Linked DNA regions of Sus scrofa: region 2 is linked to region 1. A link is a contact called in public HiChIP or PLAC-seq data. All regions are on one chromosome and are shown on one strand. Each heading gives the region's core, a stretch centred on a gene start, on an enhancer-like site or on the middle of the called end of the contact. The rest is flanking DNA. Distances are from core to core; before and after follow the strand shown. Region 1 has its middle 450 kb from the start of FAM49B. Region 2 has its middle 760 kb from the start of MYC.

Region 1 (7,667 bases), core at 2,913-5,412:
TTGAAATATCAAGTCTTCACCTAGAAATGGATGGAGCTAAGACTGTGAGTTCAGTTCTGTTTCAGAGGCTGGGAGATTTCTACTCCTTCAGTCCACCGGTGTGTGCAAAATGTAGCTTACAGCTCAAGTTTTTGAACCTCCTTATTAGGCTTTGTTTTTTTAAAAAAAACCCTTAAAGCACTTTGCAGTCGTCTCAAACATAAGCCCTAGGATCTGGGGGCCTAGGTATTAGTCAGCTAGTGACTATTTTTATTTTATTTACAATTTTAGATTGTGACCCCATTAAAGACTGCAACCATGTGCCTTCTCTGTCTATGCTTTTTCTTCCTCTCTAGGAGCCCAGGGTGCCTCACAACGGGTAGGTACTCAGGAAATATTTATTGAGTGTAACCTGACTTTTACTCAATTCTTTTTTTTCCCCCCTAAAAGAAGACTAGAAGCAGCCACCAAGAAGGGAGAAACAGTCAAGATAGCAAGATGTGGCAATTAACTAGAAGGAAACAAAAAGAGAAAAACTCTTAAAAGTAGATGTACAATTTCAAAAGCATAAACATTGGGTTATTTGAGGCTGGGGAGATAACCCCAGTTCATGTCAGTAATCTCCATCACGCTCCTCCTGGCCTTTTTCCACAGTCCAGCCCTTGAGAAAGGATGCTATTTGTTCAGCACACAGGATAAACTGAGGAGGTTGCTCACTGCAGAGCTGACCACCCTTGGGTCCAGCCAACTCCACCCTGCCCACCCCCCGAGGACTGAGGGGAGTTACCATCTTGGCACAAGTGTCCCGTGGGCCCCAGCACATTGGTTAGGAAGCACCAACTTAGAAAGTTCCACACGACAATATAATGAGGGGTGACGTCTTTTGCTTCTGTCGCCCCTAAAAGCAGTTGCTGCGTTGAACAGAATGATGACTCGGCATTTTCCAGAAAAGCGAGTACTTGGCATCCTTTGTTCCAGAAGACAGGGCAGGGCATAACCATGTGAGAAATGCTGTGAAAAGGCAGCTAAAGAAACAGTGAGGTGGACTTGCCAGGCCTCCCTGCTAACCAGTGGCAAAACTGGGGGAAGGCACATTTTCTTTTCTTTTTTTTTTTTTTTCAGTTAAATGGTACACTGCAGTTCTTCTGCTTGGGAGGGTCACATTGAGTGACCAAAGCTGCCAGATGTTTCCAGCAGATAGACCACGGTGAAGAGTGTGCCATGCAGACACCCGGGGTTTATTTCTGTGTGCTGAGAGGTGGAAAGGAGGGGCCAAGAAGTATTGCAAGCTGCATGGTCTGGGTTCTATTTTAGATTTGCCATGAGACGGTGCTGTTTTGTGATCGCTTACGTTCTCTTTTAATCTAAAAATTTTCATTGATATTTCCAGTGGCAAAATTAGAGGAGACCTGTGTGCGTATGTGTGGTTTCTCTGCTGGGGAGTAACTTGGAAACCATTGCAAGCTGATGATAGCAGCCGTTACAATTTGACTAGTCTGGCGTGAATTTTTCCCAAAGATATGCAACACTGATCATCCGAGGACGACTCACTTACCGAAAAAAAAAAAAAATTAAATTTTTTAAAAAAAGGAAAGAAAAAACTGATCTTGAAGGAAAGGGAAGGGCTGAAGCAAGCCTGCAAGGTTTTTTTTTTTTTTTTTTTTTTTTTTTTTTTAATGGCCCAAATTTCCTTCTGCAAGAGCTACCTTCTTGAAAGTGATACAGAAGGGCTGAGGTTCTATTTTTTTTTTCTTTCTTTCTTTCTTTTTTTTTTTTTTTTTTTAAAAAGCATGGTCTTGGGAAATTGCAAAAGCTGAACAGAAAGTATGAAATCTGGAAGTTTAAAAAAGGCACACAACCTCTCCAAAGTGGCCAAAAAAAAAAAAAATGATACTGAGAAGCAGAGGATATTCGCTCTCTTGTAATTGTTCCAAATCTCACTCCTTTAGTCCACTGTTCTTTTCCTTATGACCTTAAGAAATAAGAAAGCTTGCCAATTATTGACCCAGGAACTTTCTCATAAATGCTCCTTGGGTATCATGAGAATTTTTCTTGTAATTTATCATGAATAACAAAGGTCCAGAGAGAACTGCCCTGAGAAGAGCCAGTCACATGGTCGTATCACTTGATGTGCCGGAGATGCTGGCGGATGTAACTGAGTGGGGTTGCAGACAGGTTCACTCTGGGGCATGTGGAAGCTGTCCGGCTTCATCCAGGTGTCACGTGCCGAGCAAAGTCACCTGAGGTTACCTCGGTTTTATTTCCGGAATGGGCTTTTCTGGAGGACCCGAGTGGACCCCTCACTGGTCTAGATCCAGAGTCAGTTGCTAACTCTGCTGTTTTAGTAGCTGCATGGCCTCAGACATCGCTTTAGGTCTCTGCTCCTCAGAATTTCTCAGATGTAAAATGGAAATGCATGACAGCTGGCTACCTCATTTGGTGGTTGCGAAAATTAAATGAGGAAATAGAGGCAAAGTATTTGGCATGCAGTGAATGCTGTTATTGTTCTTTTTCTGCTTTTAGTAGACCCAGTAGCTATGTGGAGGTCGATAAGTGTTTTGTTTTTGTTTTTGTTTTGATGGCCACACCTGTGGTTGTTTCTGGGCTAGGAGTCGAATTGGAGGGGCAGCTGCCAGTCTACACCACAGCCACAGCAGTGCCAGATCTGAGCTCCATCTGTGACCTACACCACAGCTCATAGCAACACTGGATCCTTTAACCCACTGAGTGAGGCCAGGGATCAAACCTGCATCCTCATGGATACTTGGTTGGATTCTTGACCTGCTGAGCCATGACAGGAACTCCGAGGTTGATAGGTTTTTAAGCCAAGAATACATGAATACCTACTGTGAGCAGGATGTGCACACTGACTCAAGGGGATGGGAGGATGCTGGGGGCTCACACTTGTTCATTGTCTACTGGGTGTCAGGCACTGTGCTAGACCCTCTCCTGCATGTCATGTTTAATTCTTAGGGTAGCCTGTGAGTGGGAGTTATCACTCACTCTCTCTCTCTCTCTCTCTCTCTCTCTCTCTCTCTCATTCACTCACTCTCTCCTCTCTCTCATCCTCTTTCATGGATTAGGAAACAGGTTTAGGGAGTTTCTTACCTTCCTCCAGTTCTGCAGCCAAGCAAGTGGCTGCTTGGGAAAGACATTCAACTTTCCCTCTAGTTTATTGTGCAACTGACCAAGTTCACAATCTCAGACATGTATTTTAGGAAGTTCCCTACAGATGGACGCTATCTAATTGCTTTCATTCTTAACAATGGCTGGATCATAGGTTTTCTGATGTGCTGATTAACTGTGACCCCACTTGTAGCTCTCTTCTGCCTGAAGACAGTGTTTGTCCCCCAGCCTTTATGACATCAAGAGCAGAAAGCTGCCTTTTGAGGCCTCTGCCCTGCATGCAAGGCAGAGAGACAAAGAGATGGTGAACAAGGCTCTTGGCTGAAAGCATTTAGATTTAGCCAAGTTCTTTTTCAAGTTTTCCAAGCCTTCCTTCCCTTGACACCTCTGTGCCTTTGCATGAGCTCATTCCTCTGTTTTACAGAGTCCTGCTCATCATCCTTCTATGTTCTGCTTGACTGTTTTTTTTTTCTTTCTATGTCAAGGCATTTTTTCATTCACAGGTAGAATGAAGCATTTCCTTCTTTTTCTTATATCTTAGCAGTTCTTGCAATGCAGTAAGTCTGATTGGTTCCCAGCCTGCTCCATTATGCTGGGAGATTCTTGAGGAATTGCGTCTTTTTCCTTTTAGTATCCAGTGCCTGGCAGGCACAAAAATTGGTATATTAATACTAGTAATTAGTGAATCAAAAGAGGCCCGCACTGGCCTCTGAATCATTGTGGTGTGTCTGAGAGCAGTGTTATCCTCTTAAGGGGCTAACCGTTTATGCCCACTTTCCCGGCCTTTGCCTGGTCTCAGCATCCTTGCTGTTACTCTTCTGTGGTCCAGGCCATCTCCGAATACCTCTCCCTGATGACTCTTTTGGTCCAAACTCTACCTCGACTGTTTATTTCTATTTTCTGCCTGGGACCCTTGGAAATCCTGCTTGAACTGGCTTGGCACTTGCCTCCCAGAGTGAATTGTTTAAAAAATAATCAGCGCGAGATACAAGTTGCTCAGATTACCGGCATTTGAGGAAGAGATACACATGCGTGCCAAAGCGAGAAACCATTCACGAAGCTGGGGGTGGGGGAGGGGATAGCAGTTGCAAAGGATATGCAAGCCACTTCCCTTTCTCCGGTGACTAGAAACTCTGGCAAAAGTTATCAGAACCATCATCTCTCTGATCATTCCTTTATCTGTGCGTTCATTCATTTGTCCTGTGGAGCCCAGATTACTGAAGGAGCCTCTCATGGTCTCTCTCCCTCTCTTTTGGCTCCTGTCTAGATTATCATCTAATGCAGCACAGACCATGACCTTTCTTCTTCTTCTTCTTCTTTTTCTTCTTCTTTTTTTTTTTTTTTTTGTCTTTTTAGGGCCGCACCTGCAGTGTATGAAAGTTCCCAGGCTAGGGGTCCAATCAGAGCTGCATCTGCTGGCCCACATCACAGCCATGGCAACATGGGATCCGAGCTGTGTCAGCACCTTACACCACAGCTCATGGCAGTGGTGACTCCTTAACTCCCTGAGCAAGGCCAAGGATCGAACCCCTGTCCTCATGGATACTAGTCAGGTTTGTTGCTGCTGAGCCACAATGGGAACTCTGACTATGATTTTTCTACGGTTTCCCATTATACACAAGATAAAAGGAAAAGCTCCTTGGCATGGCATCTAAGATCGGTGATCTAGTCTCTGCTACTGGAGCCCTCTCATCTCCTGGAGCTCTAAACCTGGCCCCAGCAATATTGGACTCTTAAGAACACCTACGAAATGCCAGTTTATTTTGTCTCCAGGCTTTTTTTTTTTTTTTTTTTTTTGTCTTTTTACCTTTTCTAGGGCTACTCCTGCGGCATATGGAGGTTCCCAGGCTAGGGGTCTAATCGGAGCTCTAGCCACCAGCCTACGCCAGAGCTACAGCAACGCCAGATCCGAGCCACGTCTGTGACCTACACCACAGCTCACAGCAACGCCGGATCCTTAACCCACTGAGCAAGGGCAGGGATTGAACCCGCAACCTCATGGTTCCTAGTCGGATTCGTTAACCACTGAGCCACGACGGGAACTCCATTGTCTCCAGGCTTTTCTGTGTGCTGCTCTGTCTTCTTGATTTCTTTCTGTTCTTCTCTTACTTAGTTTTCAAAACTCATCTCAGCTTTATCTCCACTGTAAGGTTTTCTCTGATACTTCCAATCTAAAGGCGCTATGAGCCACTTGCAGCAACATGGATACAACTAGAGAGTCTCATACAAAGTGAAGTAAGTCAGAAAGAGAAAGGCAAATACCATATGATATCACTCATATGTGGCATCTAAAATGTGGCACCCATGAACCTATGTACAGAATAGAAACAGACTCAAGACATGAAGAATAGACTCGTGGTTGCCAAGTGGGAGAGGCGGGGTGAGAGGTGGGTTGGGAGTTTGGGGTTAGTAGATGCAAACAATTACATTTGGAGTGGATAAGCAATGAAGTCCTGCTGTATAGCACAGGGAACTATATCTAGTCTCTTGGGATAGACCATGATGGAAGATAACATGAGAAAAAGAATGTATAAATATGCACAATTGGGTGACTTTGCTGTATAGAAGAAATTGACACAACATTGTAAATCAACTATACTCTAATTAAAAAAAAACAAAGGAGCTATGAGTCCTTTTCTCCACTCTAGTATTGAAGGCACAGACCCGTCATCGCTCTGACCCTATTGGGCTGAATGTGCTTGACATTTATCTTTCTCCCTACTTGTCTGTGAACTTCTCACAGTCAAAGCCCATATATTCATCCTTACAAGAGCAGTTCACGATGACGTATAGTAGGCACTAAATAAATGCATATTGGATGAGTGCATTAGTTGTATGTTGCATGCTAGGGCATTTGAATATTACCCTGAATCCAAATAGAATCATTCATAGGTTTTAAGCGATGTTAGTGTCAGGGTTGGGGTAGTGCTTAAGGATAGAATGGAGAATGGAAGTGGTTGGACCATACTGGAGACAAAGAATCAAGCCCGTCTTCTCACCCTCATCTCTAGCTCCCTCATCTCTTCTCCATCCATCCTGGAGACTGTCACCTCATGAACCTCTTTTTTTTCCCCTTCTTTTTATGGCTGCACCTGCAGCATATGGGATTTCTTGGGCTAGGGGTCAGATAAGGGGCCTACACCACAGCCATGGAAACACTGGATCCGAGTGGCATCTGCGACCTACACCATAGCTTGCAGCAAGGCCAGATCCTTAACTCAATGGAGGAGGCAAGGGATCAAGCCTGCATCCTCATGGACATTATGTTGGGTTCTTAACCCACTGTACCACCATGAGAACATCATCTCATGAACTTCTTTCCTCCTTCAAGACACAGATAATACATCATCTCCTCTCAGGAGCTGTCTCTGACCTATTTTCATAGTACTTTGTAATGCTCTCAATTGTAATATCTCTAATATTTATTGAGCATTTGATTATGTACTGAGCACTTTGCACTTAAAAAATTAATCATCACAGTGGCCCAGTGAGACCCTATTATGACACTTTGACACTTGAGTTGCAGCTGAAGCCCAGAGAGGTTAACTCACTTGCTCAAATTACCCAGCTAGGAATAGTGGATGACATGTGAGTGCAGGTCTGATTCAGAGTCACTGCACTTCCCTATGACAATATCTGTATCATGGGTTCTTTCTCTGCCCACATCTCATATTGTTGGAGAACACCAGACACAAACCCATTGGCTTTAACTTAGTTCTGTACCTCCAACCAGTATGTTGGTTGGCATGCTGACATTGGGAGACCTCAGGATTGTTTGTAGTGTTTTCCGTCTAGTTTCCTCTGGGTAATGCTGGTGACCCCCATTCTTTGTTTCTTTTCTTTGTGTCCCTAAAGACTCTTTCATGAAGCTCGGTTTTCAGCTGTCTTGGATCACTTTCTCTCTTCCTTTGATGTTTTGATTTGAATTCTTCCTCCATTTCCCCCATTGCCCCATGAAGCTGTTGTCCCTGTTTTTTGACGAGTTGGTGCCCTCCGCTTCCAGGGACCCATTGTTCTGACATGGTGAACTGTGATCCCCACTTCAAAGCGCCATTGCCAGTTCTGATAGCAGGTCCGCACCTCCCAGCTGCACCTTTCCCAAAAGGTCATGCCCTTCAACTTGAAGAAGAGAGGAGAGGATTAACTGGGTCTTTAATTCTTTCAATTCTCTTACCCTGGGCTTGTGTTATGATGGAAGGTTAGGTTGAATTAGGTTCAGATTCTGCCTCTCTTGCTTCTCAGCTGTGAAACGTCTATGAAATGGGAGCACCGATGCCTGCTTTGCTGAGCCATGGGGAGGCTTCAGTGTGGTAATGGTATGCAGGCTCTTTGTTCAGTCCCTGGTGCATAGTCCTGCTGAATGCTAACCATTTCCTTTCCCTTCATAAAATCACCACCGAGGGGCCTCATGATCAGCTACTTTGTGTAAATCAGCCCAGTTGGGTAGAGGCTCGTGGGCTTGATGGTGATTCGGGTAAAATGAATTTTCCACCTATTTACCATATAACCAGACACTGGATAGGCGTTTCGGTATATGTCTTGTCGCATGATCTTATCACAAG
Region 2 (7,667 bases), core at 1,717-4,216, 780 kb after region 1:
TCATATCTCTCCCTTTTCTATATGTACATATGGATGTATATAAGAATACGTGTATGTACATGCATTTTATATAAATATATACACACATTCATGTACATACATATGTATATACATATACATATGTATGTATGTCTATACATTTTTATATACTTTTCCCCTTAAACTAATGACAGTAAGCTGCAGAATCTTACCCCTTTATTGGTAAATACTTCGATCTATAGTTCCTAAGAGCAAGGGAATTCACCTCCATAACCATAATATAATTATAAAAATCATGAAATTTAACATAGCACAATGCTATTTTTTGGCCGCATCTACCGCATATGGAAATTCCCAGGCCAGGGATTGAACCTGCACCCCAGTAGTGACCTAAGCTGATGCAGTGATGATGCCAGATCCTTAACTTGCTGTGCTGCAAGAGAAATCCTGGCACAATATTACTAACTAGCCCATGGATCACAGTCAAGTTTCACCAATTGTCCCAATGGTATATGCATCAAATTTTCCACTCCAGTACCTAATTTAGGATCTCCAAAGCCTTACTGGCTTGTATAAGACTGATACTTTTGAATAATACCAGCCACTAATTGTGCAGACAACTCCTCAGTTGGGGCTTTGGCTGATATTTCCGAATGACTTGATGTGTTTTATGCATTTTGGGCAGAAACACCACAACCTGAAGTCAGTGTATCTCTTTAGGAGTCACGTGGTCTCAGTTCATCCCATTTTTGGTGATCTTTGCTCTACAAACTACTTAATAACTGCAAGTGGAAAGATAGTGACTGTACAATGGAGAAACCTGGCAAACACATCGTAATCAAATGATCAAAGTTAACATTACCAGTGGCTGATAAAAAATTGAAAATCTCCTTCAATAAAATGTTCAGCTATTTTAAGTACTTATTTGTCACCGAGGCAGATTTTGCATTCTGGAAAAAATATGCATGAAAAACATGACTTTGGTTTTTGCAGCAACATTAACTTAGTGCCCAGTGCATCAAGTCTAGAATACTTTTGATGATATTCAACAACCTAAGTCCTTCATGACAAGTTACTTACTTGTAATACTCCCACATATCTTTTTAAATCTTCCTGTGATCTTATGTACAAATGAGGAAACAAAAATACCTGGGCCAAGGTCTCAAAGCTAAAAATAATGCTGGCATGTATGTCCTTTTTCATCTCCCTGAAAGCCCCGTGTTCTTTACTCTGAACGTCTTTGTTCAAAACCAGTGAAATTATGGTCGCCCAACATTAGAAAAGTGCTCAACAGAAGCTATTTCTAGTTGCATACTCTTAATTCTCACTCTGTCGTTAAAAGAATAATGCAAAGAAAGAATGCAGAAGAAGACTGGAAGTGAGAGGGGAGTGAAGACTAAGTAGAGCAGGTGGTGAGAAGAAAAAGGATTCCTGTTTCTCCCACAGGAGACCAGTCCTGCCTGCAGCCTTCTAAAAAGCAAACCAAGCTAATCTGAATGCAGGTATTTCTAGGTGAGCTCAAATACCCTTTACAGAGAAAGCAGGAAGCTGTGTTTCACTGCAGATAGGAACTTAAAAGCAGCAACTATATATAGCACTCCTGTTCAGAGAAAAAAAAAAAGTTTCCAAAGAGCCCCAAAATTTTCAAGTTATAGAGAAACCTCATCTGTGGGCGGGGCTCTCATTAAGCAGATATTTGGAAGAGATGTCATAAAATGGAGGTCACGCTGATATTGCCCACGCGACTTCCGGAAGGGAGACGTGGAAAAGGACCGGATGGAGGGCACAGGGTGGCAAAGTTGCCTCTCTTCTCTTGGCTGAGCAAAAAGGAGTCTCTTTCTTCCACTTGGAGTCTACGATGCACACTCACCTGCATCTGCAAAGCCTGCAAGGCAGGAAAGAGGCTTTGCAATGTTCAACCTTTGTTCCTACTGATTTTTGGAAAGAGTCATATGAATTCTACAGAGGGTGGTTGGGGCTACAAGATACCTCCAAAGAGGAAGTGGGAACACAAACACTGGAGAGAAAAGAGTCCTTAATAAGGAGGTTGCAATCACTAGGAGGAAGCCTTCCAAACATACTGTTTCTTCTCTCTTTTTGCCCTTTCTGGAGGATGAAAGGGCAGGGAGCTGCACTGTCCAGATCACTTTCTTTTTATGAGCAGCTGTTTCATCCTTTGTCCACCACAATTCTCCTTGCTTCTCACTCGCTCACAACTCTACTCTTCGAGGATAAGTTACTTTCTAATTGCTGACCCCAGTGGTTTAGTCTGTGTTGCTCTCTTCTTCCTATCTGTCACTCGCAATGTCTCCACTTGGGCATCCCTTTGTTAGAGTAGAGCTCATTCCCTCCAGTTACCCCTTTCCTGTTTTCCTTGAAAACCAGCACACAAGACCAAGAGCATAAGACCATGAAGCAGTACAGGGACAGACAGGGCAGTTAAGGGCTCAGACTCTGAAGTCAGACACACCTGTTGTAAAATCGTGTGCTCTTAGCCAAGCCTACATTTCAGTGTCTTCATTTGCAAAACTGACAGCCATATATCTCATGTCTCACAGGGTGCATGCAAAGTCCTTGGCACATAGTAAGGACTTAATAAATCTTAGTTACTAGTACTGGCAGCATCGTCATTATCACTGTAGTCGTTGTTATATTAAGCCCCATCATCATCCTTATCTTCTTTAAACATTATGAGGAAGAAGACAAGAAATAAGAAACACAGGTTTGAAAATTTCTAGAAATTTCAGAATCTTACTAAATTTTCACTGTGGTTTTTTAAGACTATGCCTTAGTCCTTTTACTTATATTTTCTAAGGATGTCTTTTTCTCAAGAGAAGGTGTACATTTACATGGTAAGGAGAAGGAACTGGTCTATGCCTACCTCAACCCCAACACCTGGCACAGCTGGCCCGAGGTGAGGATCTGAAGAAGGCAGAGCAGGGCCGTGGCCACCCAGTCCTCTAACAGTCTCTTGGTTCCCCTTTGCCCTGGGTCAAATGCAGAGGGCCCAGCACTTGGGCTTCCTTCTGCCTTGGCATTTACTACACTATGTTTATAGCTGCTCCAGGGCTGTGGTCCATTTTCTTAAATGCCTCCCTGACTAGATCACAGGTGCCTCTAGAATGCAAGTGTGTTTAATTCATCTCTGTGTTCATCAGCCCAAGCACAGTACAGGAGGAAGGAGCTGGGCCAGGGCTCCCTCTTTCTCATCACTTTTCTCAGTCTCACTTTCTGTTCCTCATCTGTCAGTGAAGAGTCACATTGGGAGAGAATCGCAGCTATAAATAACCCTCCCTCCTCAAACACACACCCACTCCAGTGGACAAATGAGGAAATGGGCTCTAAGACCAAACACCCTGGATCTGGGATCTCACAAGAGGTGAGCAAGGTGAGCATGGGGGAGTCAGACTTCCTGGCTCACATTCCCACACAGTCTCTGTCTTCATGGGCTCATAGGCTCTACTGAGTGTTTATCATTTGGGGGAACCCCAGACAGGTGACTCACCACAGAGAACTACCCTGTTTTCACAGGAAGGATCACCTGCACGCCTTCCCTCATGCCCTTCTTGACTGAAAACTGCCCCTGACATCCAGTGACCACATCCTCCTTGCCATTTACACCTAGATAGGGTCTTCCCCTCTTCCCCTTCCTCCTCCCCCACCCCTACTTTCTTGAAAAATTGACTTATTCTGGGCAACAGTCCCATTCTCTTATATTAATGTGAAGATGGGTGCTAAACTGGTCACATCTATATGCATTTTTAGAAGGGTTTTTAGAGCTCATTGTCTCTAATCCAAAGAGTGATGGCAAATCCTAAGTTCAGGAGAGTAGACATGACTAGGTGGCATTTCCAGATGATGGGGATATGGAGGGACAGTAGGAAGGCTTGTGCTACTGGTCACGATGCAAACTCAGTAGCCCGTGCCTTTGAATGTGTTGATAAGTCAGATAATTGGTGAGTGAAGTATGTATTGTCTGATCCAGAGATTGTGCAATATCCCACTTTAGCGCCCAAAGTCTTGATGGCATAGCCTACTCCTTCCTCATAAGGAACATGGAAATAAAAGCCATGGAAGTAATTATTATCAGAGGTATCATTGGTCTATTGACCTTTCCCTACATGCAGGTCATATAATGTGACTATCACATTTTGAGGTAGGAGTCATTGTAAAGACAACTCAACTCAGAGAACTTGGATCATGTTACACGGCTCAGAAGTGGCTTTGAATCCAGGGATGTCTTACTCCAAAGCCCACTCCTTGGATTTCCCACATGGTGGCCATGATCCTATGGTTCTCTGGCAGACACACAGGAAGTGTGGGTTTAGTGATGGGAACACAGAGATGGAGAAGAATACCTGGAAAGGGATCACTGATAGGAAGCCAAGGGGTCACTTGTTTGTTTGTTTGTTTCCTTTAAGCCCCAAGGCATTTGAGAAAGAATGTAAGGAAGCAGAGCCAACGACTGCCAACTGAAGCAACTTCCCCGCTTTGTTTACACCTTTCCTGGCTCGCAAATTTTGCCACCTGTCAGCAACTAAAAACACTTGAAGATTTAAATTTTGGACAAGAACTCAGGTAGACTGGTGTTTTGGATGACTTCATTCTGGGGAACTTGTCATTTTTTCCATCTTGGCCCCAGAGGGATGCTAAGAAAACCGAGGCAGAAACTCCCTGGCCCTGTTGTCTTGTTCTCACAAGCAGGAGCTCACAGTGGACAAAGTCTTTCCCATCCCAACCATCCTCTCATCTGAACTCTTAAAGGTCCTTACAGCCTAGCTCTGAAGATGCCTGAGAGGGCTTATCATGCCGATGTTCCTACTGTGAAGCATCCGGGAGCTATCAGGGAAAAGCCTGACCACATCGTTGAATGTGTTGCGCAAAATTCTTCTCCCAGGGAGTTCCCATTGTGGTTCAGCAGAAATAAAGCCAACTAGTATCCACGAGGATGCAATTTCAATCCCTGGCCTTGCTCAGTAGGTCAGGGATCTAGTATTGCTGTGAGCTGTGGTATAGGTCTAATAGGCTGCTTGGATTCTGCATTGCTGTGGCTGTGGTGTAGGCCAGCGGCTGTAGCTCTAATTTGATCCCTTGCCTGGGAACTTCCATATTCCTTAGGTGAAGCCCTAAAATGCAAAAAAAAAAAAAAGAAAAGAAAAAGAAAATCTCCCAGGTGAGCCTGGTTCTTTTAAAGCCATAGACCTGCCATAGACCAAGTCCAAGCACAACTCTCTCGCTTTTGGGATGCTCACCCACTCATTCCTTTGCTGGATAAATTGCCCTTTCTGCTAAGCCCAGTCACTCCCATCTTCCTGACATACTCTGGTTTTGTTTGTTTGTTTGTCTTTTGTCTTTTTAGGCCACACCCGCAGCATATGGAAGTTCCCAGGCTAGGGGTCTAATCGGAGCTGTTGCCACTGGCCTACGCCAGAGCCACAGCAATGCCAGATCTGAGACGCTTCTGTGACCTACACCACAGCTCACAGCAACACTGGATCCTTAATCCACTGAGCAAGGCCAGGGATCAAACTTGCAACCTCATGGTTCCTGGTCAGGTTCATTTCTGCTGCACCACAAAGGGAACTCCACACACTCTGGTTTCATCCAAAGCTTCCCAGCTGAGTTTTCCTTCTATCTTGACCATTCTGCTTAATACTGCACTTATTTAGCCTCTAGACACAGCTCCTGAGGGCAGGGATTCTGTCTCACCTCTCCATCTTATCACCTCGCCTGGCACAGAGCAGGCAGTCAATAAATGACTGTGAAATAAATAATGTGATCCTCTATCAGGCCAACAAAATCATTGAACGCTTCACAAGCCATCGACAGAGCAGATCCAAGTCACATGAGAATTAAATGACATAATTCAGCTCTTCCTCTGGCACATAATGTTTTTTTCCAGGAAGAAGAACAAGATGGACAAAATTCAAAGTGGTGAAAGAGCTCTGTCTAATTGCAGTATTCCGAAGGCAAAAAGCGAGAGGTAAGAGGAGCAGGGGAGGCTGAGCATAGGGGCATAGGCAGGAGCTGTGTGTATTTACCCTCATTGGGAGTTTATAAGAGAAGGAGCCAGTGAAGGTTTGAAATAAGGGAACAATCATGTTTCTTTTACCTGATCTTCACTGGAAAGGGCCTCAGGGTTTACCAGTCTGAGGGTCAGTTCCCAAGTTTCAAGGAAGGACAGCGCCTAAGAAAGTGTAAGAGATGGCAATGGATCCACACCCCTTCAGCAGATAACCAAGGTGGTTTTCATTTTTTCCACAAATGGAATTTCTGTACCAAAGATAACTCTGTGACCATCATCACTGTTGACTGAACATTTACTCTGTATTCATGAACATTCTAAGTACTTACATCTATCAGCTCACTCCCCTTGACCTTCTGAAGCTATACACAGACATGGTTCAATCATGTGTCATGAATCATACACCTGCTATGTTCACGAGTCCGTTTCCACCCTGATCTGTCTATCATCATAAATACTCTGTTCTTTTTGCTCCTTAACCCAAGGATGTCTCTTGACAATCTGCCTTGTTCTCTGGAAGATGGATTGAAGAGTAGGTCACATTCCTAGAGAATGCAACTTGGCTGTACTTGGTATGGAATAGGTGTTCCAGTGATGGCTTGTCTGTCCTAAGAGAAAAATGACCATATACAGACACAGGAAGTGCATTCCCCTTTCTACAGGGGCACATAAAAACCCTTAGCTACTTTTTTTTCCCCTGCTTTTCTGTATAGTGGTCCTAATCTAGGTAGCATTTTCTTACAGAATTTTACAAAATAATTCCTTTTGGAAATCACAGTCCTGTCCCTTTATTTGTTGAGGTGCAGTTCTCATACAATATGCTTGAATTCTTCCTTTCACTTGAGTGATACTGCTGGATATTTGAACCATAGAAAATAGATTGCATTCTCAGACCCATCTTATCCAAATAACTTAAACTCTAAAATGGGAAGGCCGTGTTACTTGTGATGATGTATTTAAAACAAACTGTGAAATATGTAATAGCTAATAGTACCCTCCTTTCCTTTTTGCAGAGGTCCCTGCCATTTTTGGCTGAGATCACAGTAAGAATCTCTTATCAGCTTATCTTTCTTTCTCTCTAAAATTCTACTTTCCACTCCTGTCATCAAAGATTTCCATGAGCATTTGATTAGTCCTGCACACCGGTAAGAATGGTGCTGATGATCTGGGTCAAATTAAAGGAAAGTGGTCAAAATTAAGAACACTCTTGGCACCATACCACGGCAGGAATGCTTTCAAGAACTGGGTGTGTTTATCCTGGAGACAAGGATGTTTATGTCATCATTTTTAGATATCTAAAGGATTTTTCATGTGAAAAGGGAATTATACATCTTAGTGAAGTCACAAGTGTAGAATTCAGACCCAAGAGCAGAAGTTGCAAGGCAACATCTTTTGGAACAACTGGAGCAAGAATTTCGTAATAGCCAACAGGGAAAAAAAAAGAGTTGACTTGGGAGGTAGTGAGGTCTGGTAGATGTGTTCACCTGTAGGCAGGTTGGCCACTTGGTGGAGATGTTGTAGAAGGTATTCGAGTATCACCATGGGGGGGTTGGGCTCCATGAGCTTGACAGTCCCTTTGAACTCACAGGTTTTGTAACCCTACACATGCATACTTATTTATATCTAGTCTATGTTGGCTTCTAACTGGTACAAGACATGTTGA

Evidence for each region. HiChIP or PLAC-seq counts read pairs in DNA pulled down with a chosen protein or histone mark.
Region 2: an H3K27ac HiChIP or PLAC-seq map of alveolar macrophages shows a contact between it and region 1. The contact joins two enhancer-like sites. A contact is called at or near these places in 1 of 47 Hi-C or Micro-C datasets (embryonic fibroblasts) and 1 of 2 datasets of contacts at active chromatin or transcription factors (alveolar macrophages).

Annotation. Positions count from the first base shown.
Region 1 is chr4:10,921,764-10,929,430 of Sscrofa11.1, forward strand. No RefSeq gene overlaps it. Among named protein-coding and RNA genes, the nearest start is that of FAM49B, 450 kb to the left of the region's middle. Within about 2 kb of position 4,163, at least 5 of the 83 cell types and tissues checked have an H3K27ac peak or open chromatin away from gene starts, as enhancers often do. A contact at or near this core is called in alveolar macrophages, where this site is marked.
Region 2 is chr4:11,699,580-11,707,246 of Sscrofa11.1, forward strand. No RefSeq gene overlaps it. Among named protein-coding and RNA genes, the nearest start is that of MYC, 760 kb to the right of the region's middle. Within about 2 kb of position 2,967, at least 14 of the 83 cell types and tissues checked have an H3K27ac peak or open chromatin away from gene starts, as enhancers often do. A contact at or near this core is called in alveolar macrophages, where this site is marked.